2 separate regions of the Mus musculus genome follow, and region 2 is linked to region 1. A link is a contact called in public promoter capture Hi-C data. All regions are on one chromosome and are shown on one strand. Each heading gives the region's core, a stretch centred on a gene start, on an enhancer-like site or on the middle of the called end of the contact. The rest is flanking DNA. Distances are from core to core; before and after follow the strand shown. Region 1 holds the start of D830035M03Rik (RIKEN cDNA D830035M03 gene). Region 2 overlaps Ulk4 (unc-51-like kinase 4).

What was found. Promoter capture Hi-C pulls out the DNA fragments that hold promoters and counts their contacts.
Region 2: a contact with region 1 is called in a promoter capture Hi-C map of hippocampal neurons, with 5 times the contacts expected there. The contact joins the enhancer-like site here to the promoter of D830035M03Rik in region 1. A contact is called at or near these places in 4 of 39 promoter capture datasets (embryonic stem cells, hippocampal neurons and liver), 1 of 15 datasets of contacts at CTCF or cohesin (large pre-B cells), 4 of 115 datasets of contacts at active chromatin or transcription factors (bone marrow-derived macrophages, embryonic forebrain, embryonic midbrain and 1 more) and 1 of 9 other capture datasets (embryonic stem cells).

What each region holds. Positions count from the first base shown.
Region 1 is chr9:120,487,864-120,495,267 of GRCm38.p6, reverse strand. D830035M03Rik (RIKEN cDNA D830035M03 gene) reads left to right here and starts at 2,687. Exons shown (of 2, transcript NR_166642.1): 1 at 2,687-3,162; 2 at 4,138-4,847. Eif1b (eukaryotic translation initiation factor 1B) reads right to left here and starts at 2,662. Exons shown (of 4, transcript NM_026892.3): 1 at 2,427-2,662; 2 at 998-1,161; 3 at 632-733; 4 at 1-355. The coding sequence starts at 2,457. The coding sequence ends at 311.
Region 2 is chr9:120,996,544-121,003,947 of GRCm38.p6, reverse strand. All of the region lies in intron 35 of Ulk4 (unc-51-like kinase 4), which reads left to right. It overlaps Gm34945 (a long non-coding RNA gene), which reads right to left. Exons shown (of 2, transcript XR_003948093.1): 2 at 3,727-7,404. Among named protein-coding and RNA genes, the nearest start is that of Gm34945, 23 kb to the right of the region's middle. Within about 2 kb of position 3,142, at least 50 of the 459 cell types and tissues checked have an H3K27ac peak or open chromatin away from gene starts, as enhancers often do. A contact at or near this core is called in embryonic forebrain and hippocampal neurons, where this site is marked.

The sequences.
Region 1 (7,404 bases), core at 1,438-3,937:
TTAATACAACAACAAAAACATTTAACAGTCAAGTGAAAATAAAACTAACAACAAACACTCACAACAAAACCTTTTCCATTGGAAACATGTTAGGACGGACTCGGGCTTCGTTCCCATCTCACCGCGATTTCCTTATGACTCAGGAGCCTACATACCCCGTGTTTTCTGTAGCCATGCAGGTGTGAGTGGAAGTCTGAATGATTAAATAAACGCAAAGTCTGTCGTTTACTGTAAAGAATCATCTCCCGAGGCAGCCAAACTGAGTTAGAGAACAAAACCATTTAAGAAACTCGCCACGCTTGGGTTCATCTTAGAACCCGTGAACCTTCAGCTGCTCCTCCTTGACGATGCCAACCTGTGAAGTAAAACCGTGCTCAGCAGAATCCACCAGCAGTCAGCAGTGACAGCGCCCACCACCCCAGCTGACAATCCCACACCTGCCCTAACCCTAACCCTGGTTCCTATGCCACTCCCCAGGCCACTCAGCAGCAGCGTGAGCTGTACGTGAGCCTTGCCGTTTCCGGTCAGCACGGATACTATTCTACTCCACTACTTCCGTCCCGTGCTTTTTACTAAGTAGGAAAGGATTCCCGCCTCTTTCAAGGTCACACGGGGTGCATCCGCCACTCACCTCCAGAAGAAACTGGCAGATGTTCTTCCTTTGGTCCCCTTGAAGCTGAATAACCTCTCCGTACTCAGGGTGTTCAATCACAGTTCCATTGCAGGCAAATTTCTACAACACATCAAGTTAAATGCAGAGGGTTAACTCTGACAGAACAAACACAGCTGCGCCAGCCGGCTTGACTGCACCAAGGAGCAGTGTCCTCCAGAACTAAGCGACTCTGTAAATGAATCTGGAGGCCACATGAGGGAAATATTAGGGGAACAGTAACAACTCATCGGCTCACATTCCTCAGAGAGGGGTAACCGACTCAGATGGAGAACAAAGCAGCTCTCCTGGCCCGAGCTCTGGCATGCACCCACTCCTCACGGTCACCTTTTTGAAAGCTTTCACAAGTTTCTTTTTGTCATAATCGTCCGCAATGCCCTGCACAGTGGTCAGCGTCTTCCTGCCGTTGCGCTGCTGGATCCTTATATGAATGTAGTCCTCAGTCCCTGCCGGGAGTAAGTCGTCGCCCTTAGTTGCATCAGCAAAGGGGTCTGTAGAGGAGCAGAAAAGTAGAAAACAAATTACAAAGTAGTATGTAGAAGCGTGCTCCACTCCATATCCAGACAGACCTCGGTGAGGCCTCCAGCACTCCTGCTCCATTTCTGCAGGCGAGGGTGGGGCTCACTGATAATAAGTTTTTCAAAGGAGAAAAACCTAAGCAGGCTCTGTATGCCGATATCTGAGCTTAAAAGTAGAGACCACCACTGTGGAAGCCACCAGCAAATGAGACAGAAAACATTTACGAAACCCTAATTTCATACAGCCTTCATACAGCCGCCACAAGAACATGCGTCACCGCCACTATTTTTCGACTACAACATTCAAAAACACCCACCCCAATTAGTTAACATAGTAACTGAGCCTTATAAAACACATATAAACATATACATGCAACCTCACGAGGTGTAATTTACAAAATGATTGCAAGCAGAGACAACAGGGCCACTTCCAAGTCAAATCAGAGGCCTCTCTCCTAAGTGTTTCAAACAGACGCCTCTGGGGGCTGCTTAAAACCAGCTGGGTCCAGCCCCACCCCAGCTCCGGTCAGTGACAGGTCTCTCTGGCACCCCCCCCCCCTCCAGTCCTGGCCGACTGAGTCGCAGATCCTCTAAGCCCTTAACTTCCCTTCCCTCCCAGCAAGGACTGAGCAAGGCCACCCCCCGCCCCCCATGCCCCAACACACACACACACACACACACACACACACACACACACACACACACTTGTGAGTCGTCTGAGAGTCACAGGTCTCGCAGTCACCCTAAAGCTGTCAGGTTCTCCAGCTTCTGGGCCCCACCCCTCCAGTCTCCTTGCAAAGCCCTGGCCAGCCCCGAGGCCACAAGAGAGATAACACCAGAGACTCCCAGCGTCTTGTCACTGTCAGGTTCCCTGCAAGCCCCTAGTCCTAGTCTCTGCAGCCCTGGCAAGTACTGTAGCTCCCTTACGGGTCTCTGAAGCCCCCGGCCTTTCTGTCAGTCCCCCCAGCCTCTGGCGGGTCCCCCTGCAGCCCTGGCGTGTCCCCCGACCGTCCTGTGAGTCCCCGAGACCCTTGTCTTCCTGCCAGTGTCAAGTTCCCCAAGCGCCTGCCGGTCGGGCCCTCGCCTCTACGGAGTCGCAGGCCCACTTAAGGCCGTGTCCGAGGCCCGGAGAGGGGCATCCCCCGGGCTAGGGTCGCGGGGAGCCCCCCGTCGCCATCTTCTGGGCGCCGAGACAAAGCCCAGAGGGACGCGGGCGGCGGCCGGCCACTGGCCCTTACCGAAAGATTGGAGGTTCTGGATAGTGGACATGCGACACTAGTGTGAGGCCGGTGAGAGGATAGAATTCCCGCGGGGCCCGCCCGGATCACCGTGTCAGGAGGCTGCAGCGGCGAGAAACGGAAATCAATGAAGCGGCGGAAGCCCGGGGCGCAGGAAGACGCGGAGGCGGCGGTGGGGCGCGAGCAGGGAGGCGGCGCTGCGGCTTCTCGCACAAAATGGCCGGCGCCGCGTATTTAGCCCCGCGCGCCGCCGCCACGTGACCGTCCGCACGCACCGCGCGTCCGCCCCGGAGCGCCGAGCCGGGGGCCAGCGAGGAGCGGGCGGGAGCCCACTGCGGGCAGCCGCGGTCCGTCCCGCCCGAGGCGCCGGGCGGAGGCGCTTCCGGGTGCAACGGCGAGAAACGTGCCCCCGGGGGTCTGGACTTGCAACCAGCGGGGACCGCGCTCTGCGCCTCCGCCGCCCTCCCCAGCCCCCAGGGTTCCCGAGACCCCTGAGTTCCTTGCAGAACCCTTGTGGGTGCCACCTGGGAATTCTCCCTTCCTCCAAGCCCCGGGATTCCGATGCTGCAGTCTCTACTAAGCTTAACCTGTTTGTCTCAGGTGTCACGACCTAGCCTCTAGCAGAGTCAGGTGTGCGTGGAGAGAACGCGCTACCATCCCGCCCGAGCTCTCCTCTGCGGAGCCTCCTAAGGTCGGATGCAAGTCCCGTGCAGGATGGGTGTCTGGTGGTTGCTAGGTGAGTGTGAGCGAGCAGATGAAGTAACTGTAAAGAGTAACCGTGCACAACCATCAGTGGACAGTGGAGAACCGTCTTAACCTATGTAAACCACCTATGCAGGTGGTTGGCTTTCTAGACCAAAGCAGTAGACTAAAAATTTGGAATTCTTAACCTTTTTGTAGGTCAAACCTGTTGCCTTCGTGTTGAAATAGTATTGGAGGCCTGATGCAAGACATTAGAAGCCATAGATAGCATACATACTATGTTTCTGTCTAGCAATCCATTCAACAAGATGTAGCAGTAGGTCCAATCGCTACTACAATTTCCTTTTTAAAAAGATTTTATTTTTATGTGGTTGGGTGTATGTACCATAGAGGCCAGAAGAGGGTGTCATATCCCCTGGAACTGGAATAACAGCTGGTTATGAGACCATGGGAACAGAACCCAGGTCTTGTGTAAGAGCAGCAACTCCTGGGAAGTCTCTCGAAGTCCATTACTGTAGTTTAAAAAAGGAAATGAATATCTGGAGTGTAGTGCTCATGTTTCAGTGACTTCTATTGTACAAAGTGGCCGCTCCTAATGTTTCTATGCATGGCCTGTTGCTTTAGGGTTGTAAAAATGAATACACTTGTATGCCCCTACATCCACCAGTCAGGTTTCAGGCACACTACTTACTCAGTTTTATTCTTATACCATGGTTTGAAAAACTCTAGCTTACGAATATTTGAATTAATAGTCTTGAGCATCTTCCACCTTCATGTAGGTCCTGGAGCAGGAACTCAGGTTGTCAGGCCATCAGCAAGCCTGAGCCACCTCACCAGTCCTTGAGAAGTTTTTAATAAATTATATAAATTTTCTGCCTGAAATATTAACACTATTTTCTAAGTAACTTAAAGAAGTCTACAAAGTAGTATAAGAAGCACAGACTACACAAAACATACGGTATAAATTACCACTCTACTACATGGTATGTTTCCCCCCTTTTCTTACTAGATATACCTTACCACTGGGTATTACGTGGTTTCTCAGATGGAGCCTAGGATGAGTGAGCCAGAGAAGAAAACTAAAACAGAAAAACCTTGAAGTTTCCCTGAAGACTGGAGCTGGAGCAATGGCATAGTCTAGCTGTTCTTTCAGAGGACTGCTGCAGGCCCCAGCTCTCAGGAGAAAGCAGCTCTCAACTGCCTACAACTCCAACTCCAGGAGGTCGGATGCCCTTTTATGGATTCTGTGGGTACCTGCACTCAGGTGGACATCACTCACATTGCAGACACACACCCCGAAAATTTCAAGGTCTCACTGTCACTATACCTGTTAGTAGAACGTATCCCTCCATTTAGAAGTAAGGCTTACATCAGAAGTACCCAAGAAAGCTACAAAAGTTTTAGCCAAGCAAATAAAAAAAAACTGGTTAAAGGCTCTTCTGTGTCTGCCCTCATGGACTTTGTGTTTAAGCCTCTAGTGTACAGTGCAAATCTACTGTTCACCCACAGCACGGAGCTCTTGCAGTATAGCTGGTCTAAATGGAAATGCAAGGGTAAATATAAAATATGCGCAGACTTCAAAAGATTCCAGTCCACCTGCTTTTACTTAAAAAAAAAAAAAAAACCCTACTGGAAAATCTCACATCACATGTAGCTTATATCCCATTTCTACAAGACAGCATTCTTATAAAAAGAATAAACTGAAGTGTTTAAAATGGAGTGTGTCTGGCTTTAAGTGGTAGCAGCGTGGGTTAAAGTGTCGTTTCTGGCTGTGTCAGAAAAGAGTCTGGATGGGTCACAGGGAACCGCTGACCAAGAGAAGGAGCGAAGATAAAGGGTGACAGTTGGAAGGTTGCCAAGGTTAGAGGTAGACTCCAAACCAGGGTCTTAGCATCCACACAACACCGTACTTGAAATCAGCCAGAAAACCCACATGTTACAGGGAGAGAACCTACCGGCTGTCCAGCAGGAATCACTTTGCCTGGCTGTTGGGCACAGGAGCTGCTTCTCTTGGTTCCTCATAAAGGGGACACTATGATGTAGCTACCATCCACCCTGGCAGTCTGCCTGCATCAGAGACTGTGATGGGATTCACTCAGTTATGTCTTATGTCTGGTAGTCATGGAGGCATGGTATCTGTTTGGAACCCTGGATCCTTGACCATCCAAAGACTTGTCTTCTGTACAGAATTTGTGGCCACAACACTTGTGACTCTGATGTCCCTCTTCAGGGAGTTCAATGCACACATTTAACGTTGCATCCTCCCAAGGCCAAGCTCTGTGCTGGCTGTTCCTGGCCTGGAACTGAGGACACACATAAAAGATAAGACTGCAGGCTGGTTACAGAGAGATGGGGGCTCCTCTCGTGGGCTCAACACTCCCCTTCAGTTTATCTGCATCTCCTAACATCTGTCAGAAGCCTGAGATTCTTATCCCATCCTCTCCCCGCTCTCCTTCACAGGACCACAGCTCTTGCCTCTTCCTCCTCCTCACAGGGTTCCCCGAGGCCCAGATTTGGGGCATGTCTTCTGCTGTCTTGATACTTCCTTCTCAAGGCACTTAACAATTCACCTGGCTCGGGATTCGTTGATGAGAACACAAAGAAAACTCCACTTGAAAAAAAGTATCTGATTGGTTTTTTTTTTAATTAAAAATATTTTTTATTATTTATTTATTTCTGAAGACATGATCTAACTGTGTATCTCTGGCTGTCCTGCAACTCACTCTGTAGACCAGGGTGGCCTCAAACTCACAGAGATCTGCCCGCCTCTGCCTCCCTCCCAAGTGCTAAGACTAAAGGTGTGCACCACCATGCCTGGCTTATTGTTATTCTTAGTCACGTGTATGTGCATGTTTCTATGTTCACGGGAGTGCGGGACCCCGGAGAGACAGGGGAACAACCAGACCATTCTGGATCTAGAGCTCGGCCTACTGTGGGTACTAGGAATCAAGCTTTGGTCCTCAGGAAGAATGGAGCCCACTCTTTTTGTTTTGTTGTTTTTGTTTTTTGAGATAGGGTTTCTCTGTAGCCCTGGCTGTCCTGGAACTCACTCTGTAGACCAGGCTAGCCTCAAACTCAGAAATCCGCCTGCCTCTGCCTCCCGAGTGCTGGGATTAAAGGTGTGCGCCACCACACCCGGCAAACAGTGCCTACTCTTAACCACAGAGTCATCTTCCCAGCCTTAAATCTGTTATTATTGCAAAACTTTTCCTTCGAGTCCTAATATCTTCTGAACTGCAAGAGACTTTTGCCCCGAGCCTTAAGGCTGTCTACATAAAAACAAAGCAGGCAGCCTCTTCTGCTGGATGTGCACCTCACAACGAGTCCTTTGTGCATTTCCTTTCCAGTGATAAGATAATGGGAAGCACCTAAGAGCAAACTGAACATTTGCCTACAGTTAGGCCTCTAGGACAGTCCATTACCCACTTGAAATTGGGAAGGCTCTATGGCCTTTGTGCCTGTGCCAGGGAAATGGAATCAGCATTCCAAAGTGTGAGCCAACAGCGCTGGTGCCCATGGGAGAGCAGACACAGAAGTGCCAGAGGACAGGTGCCCTGTGTCTACTTTAATGGTAGCTAGTGTCTTTCACATCTTGTGTTCAATGAGAAAAGGTAAGGGGTAGGTTAGAGATAGGTTTCCTAGGGAAGCCCTGTTGCCTAGTGGTTAACTACAGGCACCAAACAAGCAAACAAACAAAACAACTAAGTTGTCCTCTATCTGCCCAAAATTCAGGGACCACTGCTTCTGCAGGACTGTAGGTAGGATCAGGAGACACATCAAAGATAAAGTCAGAACCCATGTCACCTTGTTTTATTGTTCGAGACACTGTCTTGTTAACGTTCCTAAGTTGGCTGGAAACTTCCAGCCTCAAGTGATCCTCTGGACTCTTTCTGTGGTAGCTGGGACTGCAGATGCATTCGTCAGAGTCCCACTCTGGGCCTTTTATTTGTTCGTTTGAAATAAGCTCTCATTTAGCCCAGGCTGGTCTGGAACCTGGTCTATAGCTGAGGATAGCCTTGAACTCCCGACTTTTCCATCCCCCATTTCCTCAGTGCTAGATTACAGGTGTGATTACAGGTGTGATTACAGGCGTGATTACAGGTGTGTACCACCACACTGTTCATGTGGTGCTAGAGATGCACGGTAGGTGAGCACTCTACCAACGGATTCCCCAAGGTCAAGATGCTGGCAGCTTTGGTGATCAGACACCAACAAGATACCTTGAAGGGCACACCCCTTTCAAGGAGGAGGGAGTCTTCAACCTCACATGGCCAAA
Region 2 (7,404 bases), core at 1,893-4,392, 510 kb before region 1:
CTTCCTCCCTTTCCCTTCTTATTCAGTCTTTAACTCCAACCCATGGCATGGTCCTTCCACATTCAGGATGGGTCTTCCCTCATCATTAAGCCGCTGTGGAAAGGTCACCTTTGCACGCCAATACTCAGTGTCTCTGAATCCAGTCAAGCAGACAGTTGAAATTAACAGTCACAAACAAATCCTGAATCAGGAATCCCTGCAAATTTTAAAACTGGGCTTCCACTTATGCCTTTATGGAGATGGAGCTTCCACTGATCTCGCTTTGCCTGGTGCCTCCACACTGCATCAACCCCGCTTCTGTAACTCACCTCTGTAGTTTGATTTGAATTGGCCCCTGTACTGGCTAGTTTTGTGTCAGCTTGACACAGCTGGAGTTATCACAGAGAAAGGAGCTTCAGTTGAGGAAATGCCTCCATGAGATCCAACTGTAAGGCATTTTCTCAATTAGTGATCAAGGGGGAAGGTTCCCTTGTGAGTGGGACCATCTCTGGGCTGGTAGTCTTGGTTCTATAAGAGAGCAGGCTGAGCAAGCCAGGGGAAGCAAGCCAGTAAGTAACATCCCTCCATGGCCTCTGCATGCTTCCTGACCTGCTTGAGTTCCAGTCCTGACCTCCTTGGTGATGAACAGCACGGTGGAAGTGTAAGCTGAATAAACCCTTTCCTCCCCAACTTGCTTCTTGGTCATGATGTTTGTGCAGGAATAGAAACCCTGACTAAGACAGCCCCTAAAGGCCTGTGTGCTGTGGGTGTGGTCCCTGATGTTGTTATTGAGATGTGACACGGTCCTTTGAGCCCTGGGGCCTGGTGGGAAGGTCTTTGGAAGCCTGCCTCCAAAGGGGCCAGTCCAGCTCAAGCCCCTCCTATGTTTTCACTTCCCTCCGTGACTGGCCATTAGTTCTGCCCCTTACTGTCAGGGTGCATGTACTACCATCCCCAGCCCTAGGAACAATGCAGCCTGCAGCCAGGGACGGTGAGAACTCTGAAACCAGGAGCCAAATCGACCCTTCCTCTCCATGCTGATCATCTCTGGCATTTGTTGTAGCGACGGGGAGCTGACTGACACACCCCTGTCCCCTGCCTCTCTCTCTTCTCATCTCGGTGTCCACACCTTCCCCTCTGTCTGGGGAAGGTTCTGACCTCTTGCCCTCTGTCTCACTTGCCAGCATCCCTCTGAAAATGCACTATCTAGGTATGTGTGGGTTCCCTGCGATGTTCTGCCACAGAGCACAGGCTGCCCTTCCATGGGCCTGACCCAGGTTTTCTGTTGCCGATCACACCCCACCTCTAACCCTCCAGACTCCAAGCTTTTAGATACTGTAGTCACACATGCTGTGTAGCGCCCTCTCTTCCTCCTGTTCCCAGGAGCGGAGGGGGGGGGGGAGGTCATTCTTCACCCTCACTGTGGAGTACTCCAACCCTCCTACTCCCTATGTCTTCCTAGGGTTGACCATCCCAGTCTGTCCGGATCCCCCACACCCCCAGGGTTCTGACATCGGCATGCCTTGCTCTTCTGGCTTCAAGCTCAGGCATGCTGAGTCTTCTTCACTCAAGTTGGCAGTTGGGTCCGGTCTGACTTCACAAAGGCCTTGAGGATGGGAGATGCTCAGATTTCAGTGTGCCCCTCAGCTCTGACTCACCCGTACAGCCTGTTCCCTGAGGAAAGAAGAGCCGCCATGCCATGCCATGCCATGCGTTAAGCTTGGCCCTGGTCCCTTTCTGAAAACTCCTCTTAGCTATTGCTCTTTATACTCAATGGTTAATTGCATGCCTTGGTGCTCATGGAGGTGGCTGGGGCAGGATGGCGCCACATAAACACACGTTATCACGGTAATTAGCACCACCAGTACTTAAGCAGGCTGGCAACCCTGGGCAGCCTCTGGCACAGAATGGGTGTGTATTGAGATGCAACCACCACACATCTGGATTCTGGTTTCCATAATGGCTGTACTTGAAAGCGATGCAAAGGCGTTAATTACATTAATAGGGGTCCTAGGGCCGCTTCTGTCCTCGGTGGAGGGGGTGTGGCTTCTGGAGACCACAGAGGAGGCAGGAAGCCAAACTATCCCAGGGAGAAGGAGGACACAGGGTGTAGGAACTCTGCCAAGGAAAGTGGGGGATGGGGCCTAAGTGGCCGAGATCTGCTGCGACTGAGGTATACTTGGAACAGTGAGGTAAACCTAACAGGGTGGAATTTGCTGCAATTTGCTCTTGGACAAAGTGCCCTGGGGACTTTGTCCAGCAGGACATTTCCCAGGATGCACTGAGCAAGAAGGTAAATGGAAGCTGCCAAGACTGACCTTGCCTTCTCTGCACAGAAACCTCCCTCTCCTTCCAAACTTCTTTTTCCTTTTCCTTCTATTTATTCTCTGTTCATCTCCCCAAAGGAAATAAACCGAATCACCCTTAAAGCTAAGATCCTGCGCCATTCACCTCATTAAAAACCTGTAAACGGCAGGCAGGCACCCAGCACCTATGCGCAGTGATAGCTTTCTTACAGTGTCTCTCCTGGTCCACCTGTTAGAGCTCCCACCCACAGCATCTGCCAGGGCCCTGCCACCCTCTCTTGGGAGGTGGGAAGGGGGCTTGCCTGCTCTGACTGAGTGCTGTCTGGTTATGTTATCCCTGTCTTCTGGGCCTTTTACCATGTCTATCCTCAACCCAAAACACATGCTCTCTCAGAAGCCTTTCTGAATAGCTTGAAATAAACCGTCCAAATTTTCCTTTGCCTGGGAAACATCTACGTTGTATCCTGTCAGCTGCCTTGGCCTTGAGACAGACTCTACCCAGTATCTTTCCTTGACTCTTAACAAAGAGGGTAGTGTGGTGACGTCACCCTACCAAGAGTATAAACATCCTTCCTGGAATGAGTACCCTTGCCAGCCACTGTGGGCCGATGAAGCAAAGAGCTGGGGACTGCCGTGCAGACTGCTCCATCAGCACTCTTAACTTGCACATTAGTTAATAATGAATTAACTGCAAACCTGTATTCAGGAATCAAATATGAAGAATAGTCTGTATTGATTTGTGAGACATGATTGTGTTCTCAGTACCAGAATACTGGATCTGCTGCCTGCAGAGAGAGCTGTGTGGAGCATCTCTTTCAGGGAGCCTGAGCTGCAAACACCTCCCACACTCCCAGCCCACACACGCTGAGGCCTGTAGTGGCAGCTACACCAATGCCCTGTGCCATGACTCTGCCCAGAAGATGATAAAGACCGTGTTCTGCTCTGTTACATATGTGTAAATGGATTATGCATATGTATAAGTTAATTTATAAATATACATGCATGAATACATATGCATAGAATTCGTTCATACTGTGGGTGTTTTGTTTATAAGAATAAAATTCTTTCTTCAGGACCAGGAATACCTCACCTGAGATTTCCATGTCTGGATGTTTTTTGTTAGAGGCCCAGACTCATGTAGAGACTGGCTTCAAACTCCCTTTGTAGCCTAGGATGGCCTTGAACTCCTGATCCCCCTGCCTCTAACTCCTTAGCCCTGGGATCATGGGTATGTTCAGCCACACATGGCTTATGCAGTGTGTCATGGGTTCAAAGCCAGGCCTTCATGCATGCTAGGCCAGCACTGAGCTCCCGCTCTGGCTTCGATGGTGGTGTATCTGGAAACTGTTTCCAACCAGGACAGTGGCGCATATTCTGGAATTTGCCAAATGAATAAGCATTGGATTAAAAAAATCTGTGTAATTTACAGACCAACACGAACTCCTCTTCCTTTTCACTTTAATAAATTCCTCTTTGTTTTTATTACTGTGTCTGCACACACATGTGCACAGGTGCACACATGCTATGACACACATGCAGATGTCACAGGTGTTCTGCCTCCCACCATGGACTGGGGGGAGGTGGGCAGGCTGTCAGAGTTGCACAGCTTACACTTATCCGATGACCCCCATTCCAGTTTATATTAGAGCTTAGCTTGCCTTTGAAGAGTTGATGTTTGGGCACTGGGCGGGGGGGGGGGGGGTATCTCCTGTAAGCTTACTCGTGGCTCACCTTGGTTCCTCAGGCTTCCTGTGACACCCCAGCTTCAAGCTTACTTTTGAGGCCTCGTTTCTCTGAGTGACCAGATTGGCATCATCATTAGCTAGGAGAGGACAGCTTCCCCTTGGGAATTCCAGGGAATGGTCTCATCCCTCCTGTTTTGTCATTTCTGGACCCCGAATGTATGAGGTCAAGCTGGGCTGAATGAAAAAACACATCTTTTCAACCATCAGATGATGGTAGGCTGTGCCTAATGACCCTAGAGGTGTTTCCTTGGATGGAATGGGCCTCCCTGCCCCAGCCCAGGTCTCTGCTGCTGAATATGATGCTGTGGGGCTAGGTACGTTGCAGGCACCAAAGGTTTCAGAGGTAATAGCGCTTTTCTGAGGAGACATCTGAGTGCATCATTCCCCCTCAACCACTGACAGATGCTGGGTGGAAGCAAGAAAGCCAAATGAGATTCTCCCAGGGACCACAGTGTACAAAATGCCTGTATGAAATGGAGGGAGAGAAAACCACTTGTCAGCAGAGGCACAGAGAGCAGCCACCTCCCTCAGAGCTGAGTCAGCCCTGTTCTGTCAGCCGCTCCCTGATCGGTCCGTTTCCCCTCTACCTGCAGAGGTCCTCTGTCCTTGTGTTAGGACTGGACTGTTGCTTTTTACTGACCTTCCCCCTGACTATCAAAACAGGGCTCAGTCACTTTCTGCAGCTCCGGGGAGTGAGCCTGCAGACCCTGTGCAGTATCTCAGCCTTGTGCACAGAGCAGACACTCCATAATCGCACTGAATCTGGAAAAGTCCAAACTCGAGGAAGCAGGTGTTCAACAGCCCTCTCGGGGGATTCAGCTTCCTTACTCTGCAGACACTGACTAATGTCCGCTGCTGGGGCATTCTCTTCAAGGCCTACATCTTTTCAGTCCCTTGTATACTCTTGAGTTCAGCAGAGTCCCAGAGCCTTCTTGTTGAATTAGAGGGAGAGGAAGGACTGGCTTCGAGAGCTGAGGTCCCAGCTGAAGCAGCTGTGCTGTGGGAAGCCTGTGTCTGGGCTCACACTGCAGTGACAGCCGTTCCTCAGAGCAACCCGTGATGATGCTGCCGGATCCGGGGGCAGCTCGGCCGAATCCCTGTTCTGTGAACCCAGACAATGATTCTACTATTCTTCTCACACAGGAAATATTTCAAAACCATGCCTTCTACTTTTCTCTTTTCCCGTCCTAAAAGTCTCTCCATTCCACGGTTCTTTCAAACGGCAGTAATTGTGAGGTCACTTGCTATTGGCTCTGCCCTCCTCTCTGTAGCCTCCTCCTACCTCCTCTACCCTCAACCCTGGGTACAGATGCCCATGGGAGTGGCACGCACAAGGGGCTGGGAAGAACCAGTGAATGCTCAGATGTGTTTACAGCCTGTCGTAGCTGCTGAGCATAGACTACAGTGATAGAGAGTACGACAGGTATAGATACTATAGGATAGCTGGGTAGTGCTGAGACCACTGGCATGTAGTCAGAAATTTGCTTTTAATTAGAAAATACTCTTTTGCCTTGAGCTGCATGTAAATTTCTTTCTTTAGAGAGACCAACCTTGCTCCTGTGCTTTGCAGCTTGGCTGTTCTGCTAGTCTCTTTTCAAGATCGCTTCCCATGCTAGTGTGTTTAATGTATGTTGTCTACTCTCTGATGTGCACAGGCTCAAATGTGTAAACATGCATCCATACATATTACCATGTGAGTGGAGTTTAGAAGATATGCATGCCGCTGTCACACGTGTCTTCTTGTGTAGACTCCAGAGAGAGAGCACAGCTTTTCTATACGTCCTGTTTGTAGTTTAACTTGTTGAAACCTTGTCTTTTTTTAACTTTGTTCTACCAAGCATTGCACTTTGGCACTCTGCCCCTGTTGCTACGTGCCTCAGCCATCTCTGTCTCTAGAAATCCATGCGCAGGCTTGTGTGGCCTCGGGGCAGGGATGCGGGTCCTCCAGTTCCTGTCAGATTGTTTTGCTGAGCACTTCTGCCAGGTTAAATTCTCTACTGTGGCTCTAGAGGGTCTTAGGCCCATCACCAGCAAGCATTTGTATCGCTGTGATGGATGCAAATAACAGAGTCAATGTAACTTGCCTTCTCTGTAAGCTGCTGTGTGGCTCTGGAGTTACCTCTGCATCTCTTGCCCTCCCTCTGTTGCTTTTTAGTTGCTCCTGGCTGACTAGCAGGCACACTTCTGTGTTACAGATATCAATGCCTCAACCCAAAGATGGCGGGTATCATCTTGATGATGAATGTGTCTGTTTGCTTTACCCACAGCATATCCTTCAGTCTCTGGAAAGATCTCAACCTTGGGTGTTTAGTTTCTATTTTAGGGCCTGGCTGATCAGTCTCCCTGAACCCTGTCACAGGCTAGCCCCAACCACAGGCTAGCCCCGACCATACTTTGTTTTCACCTCAGGTCTGGCATGCAAATCCTCGACTCTCAACTGTACTTGGCCTTGCCTAATTTGAGGGAAGCAGTTGTTAGCAATACATCCTTAATATTTCTGAGATGTGTGTGGCAAAGTGTACTCCATATGCTTGACCACTTGACCAAGTATCATTTCTGTGCCCGTGGCTCCGAAGCCCTGGTGCTCACATGGACCACAGGAAACTTTGTGAGCCCACAGGACCAAGAGGAGCTTTGTGAGTTCACAGGGACCAAAGGGAGGCTTTATAAGTCCCTGGGGACTATGGGGACTTTTGTAAGTTCTTGGGTACCACAGAGAGCTTTGCGAGCCTACCGAGGCTTCAGAGAGCTTTGTAGAAGAGCAGATTTTTGGTCCCGTGGGAGATTCTAACTCCTTGGTCTAGAACAGAGCTGGGGGCTTTTCCTCCCTGTGCAGTCCAGGCAGCCAGCCATTTGTGTGACAAGAAGTTCTAATCATGGCCTGGTGATATTGAACAAAGTGTTTCATGGAAGACTGGTACCCGCAGTACCAGTCCAGCCTCACTGAGTGCTGTGGGCCTAAGACAGAGCTGAGTGGAGATTTTAAACCCTGGGGTCTTCTCACATTCTTGTTGAGCTTCCAGCAGCACCGAGTGTTCCAAGAACTATCTGTTGTTTCGGGGGCACTACACCCTAATTAACACCTTCTTCTTTCTAGAAACACCATGAAGTGGTTAGTGAACAGCCAAGATCTGGGGAGAAACCATCTTTCTGGGGGGTTGTTGTAAGAGAGAAAGAGAAAAGTAAGAACCAAGAAGACCTGGCGATTAATTTCCAGGCTTTAGAAGTAGCAGCAATACATACCTGCATGGATTTGTTCAGTCTGAAGACTTGTCCCTGGGCAGCCTGAACCTTACTTCAAGGAGGGCATCTCCAGGGTCACTTCAGGAGGATATTCCCAGCTGAGGACTCGTGTCCAGGGTCGGCGAAGCAGC